Linked DNA regions of Rattus norvegicus: region 1 is linked to region 2. Evidence: chromatin contacts called from public Hi-C data. All regions are on one chromosome and are shown on one strand. Each heading gives the region's core, a stretch centred on a gene start, on an enhancer-like site or on the middle of the called end of the contact. The rest is flanking DNA. Distances are from core to core; before and after follow the strand shown.

Region 1 (4,202 bases), core at 1,111-3,610, 53 kb after region 2:
GTTTTTCCCCCGACACGACACTAATGAGTTTAAACTCTCAAAGAAACATTAAATAGTTCCTAATCCATAGGGGCAGGATGATATGTGTATTCTTGCTATACCGTCTACCTTTATACATATATATTCTTCTGAAGCCCTGTATTGATGTATTCTCTGTATTTGTCTGTGTTGCTGAAAACATAGGGACTTACTTCAGTCAACAGGATTGCTAGGTATCGCGTCTACACCGTTTCTTGCTTTTTACTTGAATGACTGTACCAAATGGCTGTAGGCAGTGAGCAGCAGCAGAGCTGTGGAATGAAGAGAATGGAGCTTGTTGAGCTAGGGAATGAAGAGAATGGAGGTCGCCTGTTGAACAAGTAGTTGACTGCATCTAGAGGGCAAACATTTGCCTCACATCTGGTTGGCAAGTTCCATGAGAATACGTGCTCGCTGGGTCTCTCCCCACCCCCATCCCCATCCATCTCTAATACCTGGGTCTTTCTGCAGCACATTCTTCTGGGCTGTAAACCTGATTCTGTGTGGGCCAGCTCTACTGACAGGGCATCTTCCACCAAGGACATGAGTCAGAGTTTACCATAGGCATTGACAAACCGTCTTACTTTAACTGGACTTTTCCCCCTCGGATGAGAAAGCTTGTGTAAGCATGAGGACCTGTTTTCAAAGCCCTAAGATCCATATGAAGGGTTGGAGGAGGGGCTCAGAACTTAAGAGAACTTACTGCTCTTGCAGAGACTCCAGTCTGGGTTCCAGCGCCCACGTGGCATCTCACAACTGTATGAAAATCCACTCTCGACATCTCAAAATCTCTTTCTGGCCTCTGCAGGCACTAGGGATATACCTGTGATGTGGTGTACACACACACACAAACACACACACACACACACACACACACACACACAGTCAAATGCATACAAAAAATTATAATCTTTCAGAAGTTGGGCTTGGTTGCGTGGGCCTCAGCACCTTAGAAAAACAGAGACAGAAGAATGTCTGAGACTTACTGGCCAGCAGCACAACGCAGGTTCAGTGAGAGACCATGTCCTAAGGGAAGAGGTAATGGATGATAAAGAAGGACCCCCAGCTTTTTCCTGTGCTTTGCACATGTGTATAGGCACATGTACCTGAACACATACTACACACACACACACACACACACACACACACACACACACACACTTTAATTATTTTCCTCTGGCTCAACTTGGCATGATTAGAGAATCCACAGCAGGAGGAGGAGAGGAAGAGGAGGAGGAGGAAGAGGAGAAAGAAGAGGTGTGGAGACAGTGTGTGATGGGTACTGCCTATAACCCTAGTACTTGGGAGCTTGAGATAGAATGACTGCCAAAAGTTCAAGGCTAACCTAAACTGCAGAGTGAATTCGTGGCTAGCCTGGGCTATAAAATGAGAACCTATCTCAAAAAAAAAAAATGGAAATATTAAACTGGAGCACTTGCCTTTAAATCTTTTCCTCCGACCTGTCTATGAACATCAGAGTTCCTTATGTCACAATGGGGCAGTGAATAGTAATAGATATCGCTAGTAATGAAGTCCCTGTGTGGACAGGATGCTGTAGTACAGAGCACAGAGCACAGTGGACAGTGAGCTTTGCCATCCAGGACTACTCTTCTTAAACTACATCAGTCCTTCAAACAAAATTACTTTTGAAGGCCTATAGGTCATGTGCAGATGTGCTGTGTCTTCTGCACACTAAAAATGCAAGCCCAAGGCCTCCCTGAGAACCTCATGCCTCATCTTTGCAGAAGCTAGGAGACAAAAAAGTGCTTGGTTATCAAGGGCCTTTCAATTTGGTAAGGATAGATACATCTCAAAATCAGAGGAGGAAAACAAAACCAGCAAATACTTTGAGCCTTTGGCATGTTGAAATTATAGGGCTTAGCTGTATTCTCTACTGAGTAAAAAGCCTTACTAAATTGTATGGTTCCTTGTGGGCCAAGTTTTGTCATGCTGGAATTCTAATGCTGCCTCTGTACTTTGAAACAGAACAGTCTATACAGCAAAAGAATCCATAGAATGGTCTGGAAATCGATAGATCTGAGCTGTGGCTTGAGTCCCTCAGATGACTGTGACCACAGCAGATGACTTAAAATCTGCCAGCTTCTCCGGTTAGGGGATGGATTTTCTAATGTGTTCAAAGCATAGGTCCGTTCCTGGAAGAAATGGGGGAGGGGGATTAGGAAGAACAAACACCTGGAGAAGCTCTTCCAGTTTGAGTATTTCACAACCTTAGAATCCTAAACTCAATCACTAGCGTTGGCGGAATTCCATCCTGCGGAGGTGGAGGTCACATGGAGTGGCTGCAGAGGCCAGCCTAGAAGAGGAGAAGTGACTGGGTGGGGTTAATGGTTAACAGTTTGTCTTTCCTGTGGTCTAAGCCCTTGCTTTCCTGTCAACAACCTGGCCTCACCTGCCCCATCTGCATTTCCCTTCCTCACTGCACATTTACGGGTTTAGGAAAGTCCTGGGATCCGGTTAGACCCTCCGGGATTCTCTGTTCTCATCTGCAAAGACAGGACAGGACAGGACACAGAGCTGAAAACTGGAATTCCTAGAAAGAGTTTGGGATACTAAGAAAGCAATGTACGACAGACTCTTGGATGCCTCCCCCACTCCCCGAATGAAAATAAAATAATGAAATAAATCAATCACTTTGAAAACAAATTAAGAGTCCCGGCTTCTTGAAAACCTTCAAACATATGTGGGGGAAGTGAGACCATACCTGGTTTGCCAAGGTTTGCTGTTAATGAAATGAAAGCCATAGTCTTGCCTGAGAAGACAGGAATCCACCTTAAATTATATAGCGCCATAGAACTGTGCTGTCAGTGACTCTTATTCAAATCACTGTGCCATGCCAGATTTGTTCTGTTTCAAATGATTCTTTTTTGGCAGCTCATGTAAGACCTACTTCTTCCTTTATTCCTTCTGTGTGAAACGTTTGAAGGCCAGGGAAATAGTAGCTTGTCAACTTGGGTATATATTAAACCCTAGGCGCCATCAGGCTCTGAGGTTTCAGAGGCACACACCTTCCTGTCTCCCAAGACACTCAGAGTTCAAGAAGGGAAGATCAGGAATGTACTCTGATTGGACTAAGAGCATTTGCATCAGAAAGAAACTACTGAACTTTGGCTTTTGTGTTCATTATCTGGTTCTCAAAGACCAGGGGAGCCCAGTGCCTTCTGGGTACTGTGGATCATTAGAGTTTGGCTGGAGCCTAGTGCATTTTGGGTACTGAAGGTCATTAGAACCTGTCTGGAGGCTAGAACATGACTAACAAAACCTGAGAAGTCTCCCATGAACTTAGGATAGTAGCAAGTCAATGAAGGAGCCCAAGCAAGAGAGGAAACCCTTTAAATGTTTGATTTAGAGGAATCACTCGGGCTGTAAGCAGTTGTAATCAGGCCAACCTTGCCGGCTGAGCTAGAAACTGAGAGCCTGCTGCAGTATCTGTGTAAGGAAGAGGAGATAAATAAAGGCCAGGGCAAAGTGGGATCCATAGACCAATAAAAAAAAACTGAAGTATGAGGAGAACACAGAAAGATGAACACATAACTGCTTGCACCTGGATAGATGCGAATATGTATATGCATACGTGTACATGTATATGCATACGTGAATGTGTGTGTTTCCCTCAAAGTATAAGAGACAACTTTTGATCCCATGTCCTACTGAGTTTGAAGCTACTGACCGTCCTTTCTTCTGTGGGGTGTGGGAAGGAAAGATGATGATTTCTGTTTTAGGAAGGTGATTCCCCCGCGAGCATCTCCCAGCTTAGCTTTAGAAATGACTTCCAATTCCAAGTCCCAGCAGCAAGGAATGTGGGGCCTCAGCATAAAGTAGCAGCTGAAATCTGTGAGCAAAGCTGAGATCACCTAGAGATCAGGGTGTGGGAGAGTGATGGGTGCAGGTAAAGAATCAGTTGAGCAAGACAGAAAAGAATGCCCTCACTGGCCACTGGTGACTCAGATAAGCTGGTACACAGGGAGCCAAGGAAGGGGCAGCATGTTTTCAAATGATGCAATTCATGGAACAGTGTCCTTTGGATGAAGCAATAAGCATGTCAGAGGTAATTGTGGCAAAGGCAACTTTAATTCAACTTAGTGAATAGTATGAGATACTTCAAACATAGGGTTTAATTCATGTCAGCCTCAGAATATTATCTTGTTCTTGTGTCATATGTCTTG
Region 2 (4,414 bases), core at 384-2,883:
CCCTAGATGAAAGAATTGAATGACTGTGGACCTGAAAGCAACCCCCTCCGAAGTCCCCCATGATTATTATCTCAATTAGACAAGCCATTGTTAAGATCAGTGACTGTGTTTTGCAATGAGTTACAGAACTTCAGCTGGGTTCCTAGTGAGCAGATGGGCAAAGGAAGCAGAACCAGACACCGAGCAGGCTTCCTTTGAAAGAATCAACACGGAAAGGGAGTGAAAGAAAGCCTGGCCTATTGCATTTCAGTTCAGATAAGAAAATGTAAGTTGTGTGCAATGGGTGGAGTCGGTAATAAATATCTAATACTTGTTCATTGAGTGTTGACTCTGTTCTGTTGGGGGTGGGGGTCAGCAATTCCCAAGTATTAGCTCTTCAAGTGAGAAAGAAGGGAAGAAAAGTTAAACCAACCAATAAGGTGAAATTGAAGAAGAAGAGGAGGAAGAGGAGGAGGGAGGAAAAGGGAGGGGGAGGAGGAGATCACATGTATTGACAGGGTGCACTGTCACTCCCAACTGATTTCTAAAATAACACTTTATTAGAGTATAATCATTATACAGCGCGATGGGTCTCATAATGACATTCTCATTCAAGTATGTCATTAAATATGCTTAAATTAGCAGACTGGGTTTCCTAGACCTTTAGTGTCCTCTGCAGCCTGTGTCTCTTCCGTCTATTGTTATCTAATCTCCTCTTCCCAGCCACACAGGAGAGTTCACAGTTGGGTTCCCCAAAGTCCAGCTCTCTGGCAGTCTTCAGAAATAGTTCCTTCCACGTGCCAGAATTTCAGCAGTAAGTACATGTTGACTGGAACATTGAGCTGCATGCTTTAAAAAAAAAGTCTCCCACTAAATTATACAACATGCAGCTGAGCAAATATTGGAGATGCTTAGAGAATGCATCCCATACGTGTACTCGCAGGATATGCTTTTGGAAAGAGAAGGCTAGCTTCTTCCCCTGTGCTAAATAAGACCAGAGATAGATTGCTCCATTTAAGATTTCCATTAATTCCATTAATAAACTTCTCAGGATATGAAATGTCTCCAGAATGTAGTGAGGCTAAGATGAAAGCCGCATAATTCTCACTGGTGTCAAGCCCAGCAAGCAGGAGAAGATATGCTAATGCGGCCGTTTGCCGCAGGGCTGGTGTTATTTATATAGTGCTAGCTGGGCAAGGGCTGGCTCTGGAGTCTGGAGTGCCGAGAGCATTTGGATCTCCTGTGAGGTGTAGATGTGTGCGCCTGTGCACACAGCATGGGAATTATGAATCCGAGACCTTGGGGAGGGGGTGGGGCAGGCCGCCCTCATTCACGTTTGTATCGAGTATGTGGCTCCCCTTCAAGGTATAGCCATCCAGCATTGTGTTTATTTGACATTCATTCTGGAGCACAGAAAGAAATGGCGATTTGGGGCGGGTGCTGCAATGGGTCGCGTGTGACCCAGCGTTGGAGGGGCTGTCAACCTAAAATTGTCAAATATGCTTCCTTGCCCCTGACCCGTGGCCATAAAAAGCAGCCTTATTTGAGTCTGGAAGAAGCACAGAAGGTTGTTCTGGAAGGCAGGCAACGCTTGGGCTCAGGACCAGGAGTGGGGTGCCAGCCACCGGGCACCTCGGATACGAAGAGAGGTCACGGAAAGCCGGTGTGCCCTGGGCGGGGTTCCTTGCGGTTGTGGGACTTGAGACTGGCAGACGACCCTATCCCCTCATTCCCCGCCAGTGCGGACTCCTTGGGGACCCCTGTCCAGCCCAGAGACCGCCGGGGATCTTGCGTCGGCCCGGGTGTCCCTCTCCCCGCCCCTGCGTCTGTCCAGGCGGCGGCGACGGAGCCCGGCTGGAGGGGGCGCTCGTGCGCAGGAGCGGCGCAGCAGGTGCCGCGGTTACCTCCACCTCGGCGGGGGGAGAGGGGGCGGGCCGGGGCGGGAGGCGGAGGCCAGCTCGGTGAGCCGAGAGCGCGGCCGGCTCCCCAGGCTGGCTGCGAGCTCGCGGCTTCCGGGAGCGCCCGAAGTCCGTGGAGGACCTCCTAACCCGCGGCCGCCCGCGGCTCCAGCACAACGCGCACCGGTGCCCGCAGGGCCCTGAGTCGCGACAAGGGCGCGGGTCGGGCTCCTCCTCCTCCGCGGCCAGCGCGCAGCAGCGGAGAGCCTCGGAGCTCGGCGGGCGCCCGGGCCGCGGCGCGGATGAGCCGCGGAGGCTAAGGGCTCGAACGTCTTCTGCCCGGCGCCCAGGGCGAGGGGGTGCGCGGGTGACATGGGGGTGGCCTGACTCACCGGGCCCGGAGCATTCTCTCCGGCCGCGGGCCCTCCTCCTCGGCGGCGGCGCTGTGCCCGGGCGCCCGCCGAGCTCCGCCGCGCTCTATGCGCCTCTGCGGGCGCCGCGGGCCCTGGCCATGGCGATAGACCGGCGGCGCGAGGCGGCGGGTAGTGGTGCCGGGAGGCAGCCGGCCCCGGCGGAGGAGAACGGCTCCCTGCCGCCCGGAGACGCGGCGGCCTCGGCGCCCCTCGGGGGTCGCGCGGGCTCCGGGGGCAGCGCGGAGATCCAGCCGCTGCCTGCGCTGCACCCCAGCGGCGGCCCGCACTCGAGCTGCTGTGCGGCAGCAGCCGCCCCGAGCCTCCTGTTGCTGGACTACGATGGCTCTGTGCTGCCCTTCCTCGGGGGCCTGGGCGGCGGCTACCAGAAGACCCTGGTGGTGCTCACCTGGATCCCGGCGCTGTTCATCGGCTTCAGCCAGTTCTCGGACTCCTTTCTTCTGGACCAGCCCAACTTCTGGTGCCACGGGGCCGGCAAAGGCACCGAGCTGGCGGGTGCCACTGTCACCGGCCGATGGGGTGACATGGGCAACTGGACCAGCCCCTCAGCCACCCCTTTCTCCACTGCCTCCTGGGGGACCACAAGCAACCGAAGCAACAGCAGCGACACACCACCCCTCCCGTCCCCTCCAGGCAAAGGGAACAACGACTCAAATTGCGAGTGCCACGCGTGGGACTACGGCATCCGCACTGGCCTCGTCCAAAACGTGGTCAGCAAGGTAAGGACCACGACCGCTGCGTCCCCGCGTTCTTCTTGTGAGCCTTTTTCTTCCGACCTCGGTCGCATCTCTCTGCTCTCCATCTCTTTCTCTGCAGACTTGGGTCCCAGACTTACCCAGCGGAGGAACCTGAAATGTTAGCCTGTGTACGCACAAACCCCGCATTGACTGGGCTCCCAGCTGTCCCCCAAATGAGATGCTCTTACTTGGATGTAAAGCCAAGGCTTTTTGCCGCCCTCTGCGGTGCCGGTGACGCTGCATCTGCTTCAAAGAAACCGATTTAGCCTTTTCTAATTTCCACCCAAACTCCTGTCCCAGTACACATATGGAAAGGGCGCCCCTTCTCGGAAGGTTCAAATCCTCTCCTCTATCTCCCTAGGTGTCAGTCACTGATGGCTCAGCAGCGGCCTTGGAAGACTCAGTCCCTCTTCTAGGACTGCTCCTTGGAGCCAGGACATAGCTGTGGCCCTGTGTCTCCCACCAAGAACTAACTACCCATGAAAAATAGTGTTCTACTCACAGATATTCTTTCCAGCAGACGTCAGCCACTCCACACGTGCCTTGAGCAGATTAAAGCCAGTTGAAGAATCCAAGTTACAGACAAAGAAGCAGAGCCCTTTGAAAAGTTTCCTTGCTACCCCAGGCCCCCATCCCAACCATGCTCTGTCCTTTCCAGAGATCTGACTGTAGAGTTCAATGTTGGGGTACTCCCTCAAATACTTTCTCAGGACTTCAGTAAATAGTCCCACAGCATAGGAGGATGTGGGAAGCATGCAGGGTGTCATTGATGCTCTTGTACAGCAGCTGCTCTGGTCTGAGTCATTGAGACCTGGTTCCCACTTTCTCCTCCCTGACCCTTGCAAAGGTCTTGCATTCTGTGTAATATAGCAGGAGTGTTCTTGGAGAGATGTATGTCACCCAGAAAATGGACAGTACTGTTAGACAATCATGATCCCAGGTACCCATAATTTTCACTTTTCTTGGCCTGTAGGAAATACTGGATGCCGCCTTGTTAAACAATTTGTGAAACATTTGTAGCTTCTGTCCCTTTGGTAGTTTAAACAGCGCAGTTAGAAACGGGGCAGTTCTGAACTGTTTGAAATGCGAGCATGGGTTTGGACAGTTTATAATTGTGTGGGTGGAATCCAGCTCTACAACCAGTGTGTGTTAGTAAACAGTTGTAGCTCATGGATCTGGAAGATGAAACTCTTACATCATCATAATCATTGTTTTAATCTTGTACCAACCTGGCCAGAAAACGCTGTGTCCTGTGGGAATCAAACCGTCTGGTTTAGTGATCCCTCTGCTTTGCAATATAATTGAGAAGATCCTCCTACCTTGTCTCATCTTGACTCATCTCCCCCACAGCCTCTCCCTTCCAAAGGTG

Evidence for each region. Hi-C and Micro-C count contacts between places; a contact is called where the count stands out from the background.
Region 1: a Hi-C map of liver shows a contact between it and region 2, with 5 times the contacts expected there. The contact joins the enhancer-like site here to the promoter of Slc22a23 in region 2. A contact is called at or near these places in 6 of 12 Hi-C or Micro-C datasets (Schwann cells, frontal cortex, kidney and 2 more) and 1 of 1 datasets of contacts at active chromatin or transcription factors (oligodendrocytes).

Annotation. Positions count from the first base shown.
Region 1 is chr17:30,799,856-30,804,057 of GRCr8, forward strand. The region is part of intron 3 of Slc22a23 (solute carrier family 22, member 23); the gene reads left to right. Among named protein-coding and RNA genes, the nearest start is that of Slc22a23, 53 kb to the left of the region's middle. Within about 2 kb of position 2,361, at least 8 of the 93 cell types and tissues checked have an H3K27ac peak or open chromatin away from gene starts, as enhancers often do. A contact at or near this core is called in kidney and liver, where this site is marked.
Region 2 is chr17:30,747,812-30,752,225 of GRCr8, forward strand. It overlaps Slc22a23 (solute carrier family 22, member 23), which reads left to right and starts at 1,634. Exons shown (of 11, transcript NM_022624.1): 1 at 1,634-3,027. The coding sequence starts at 2,389.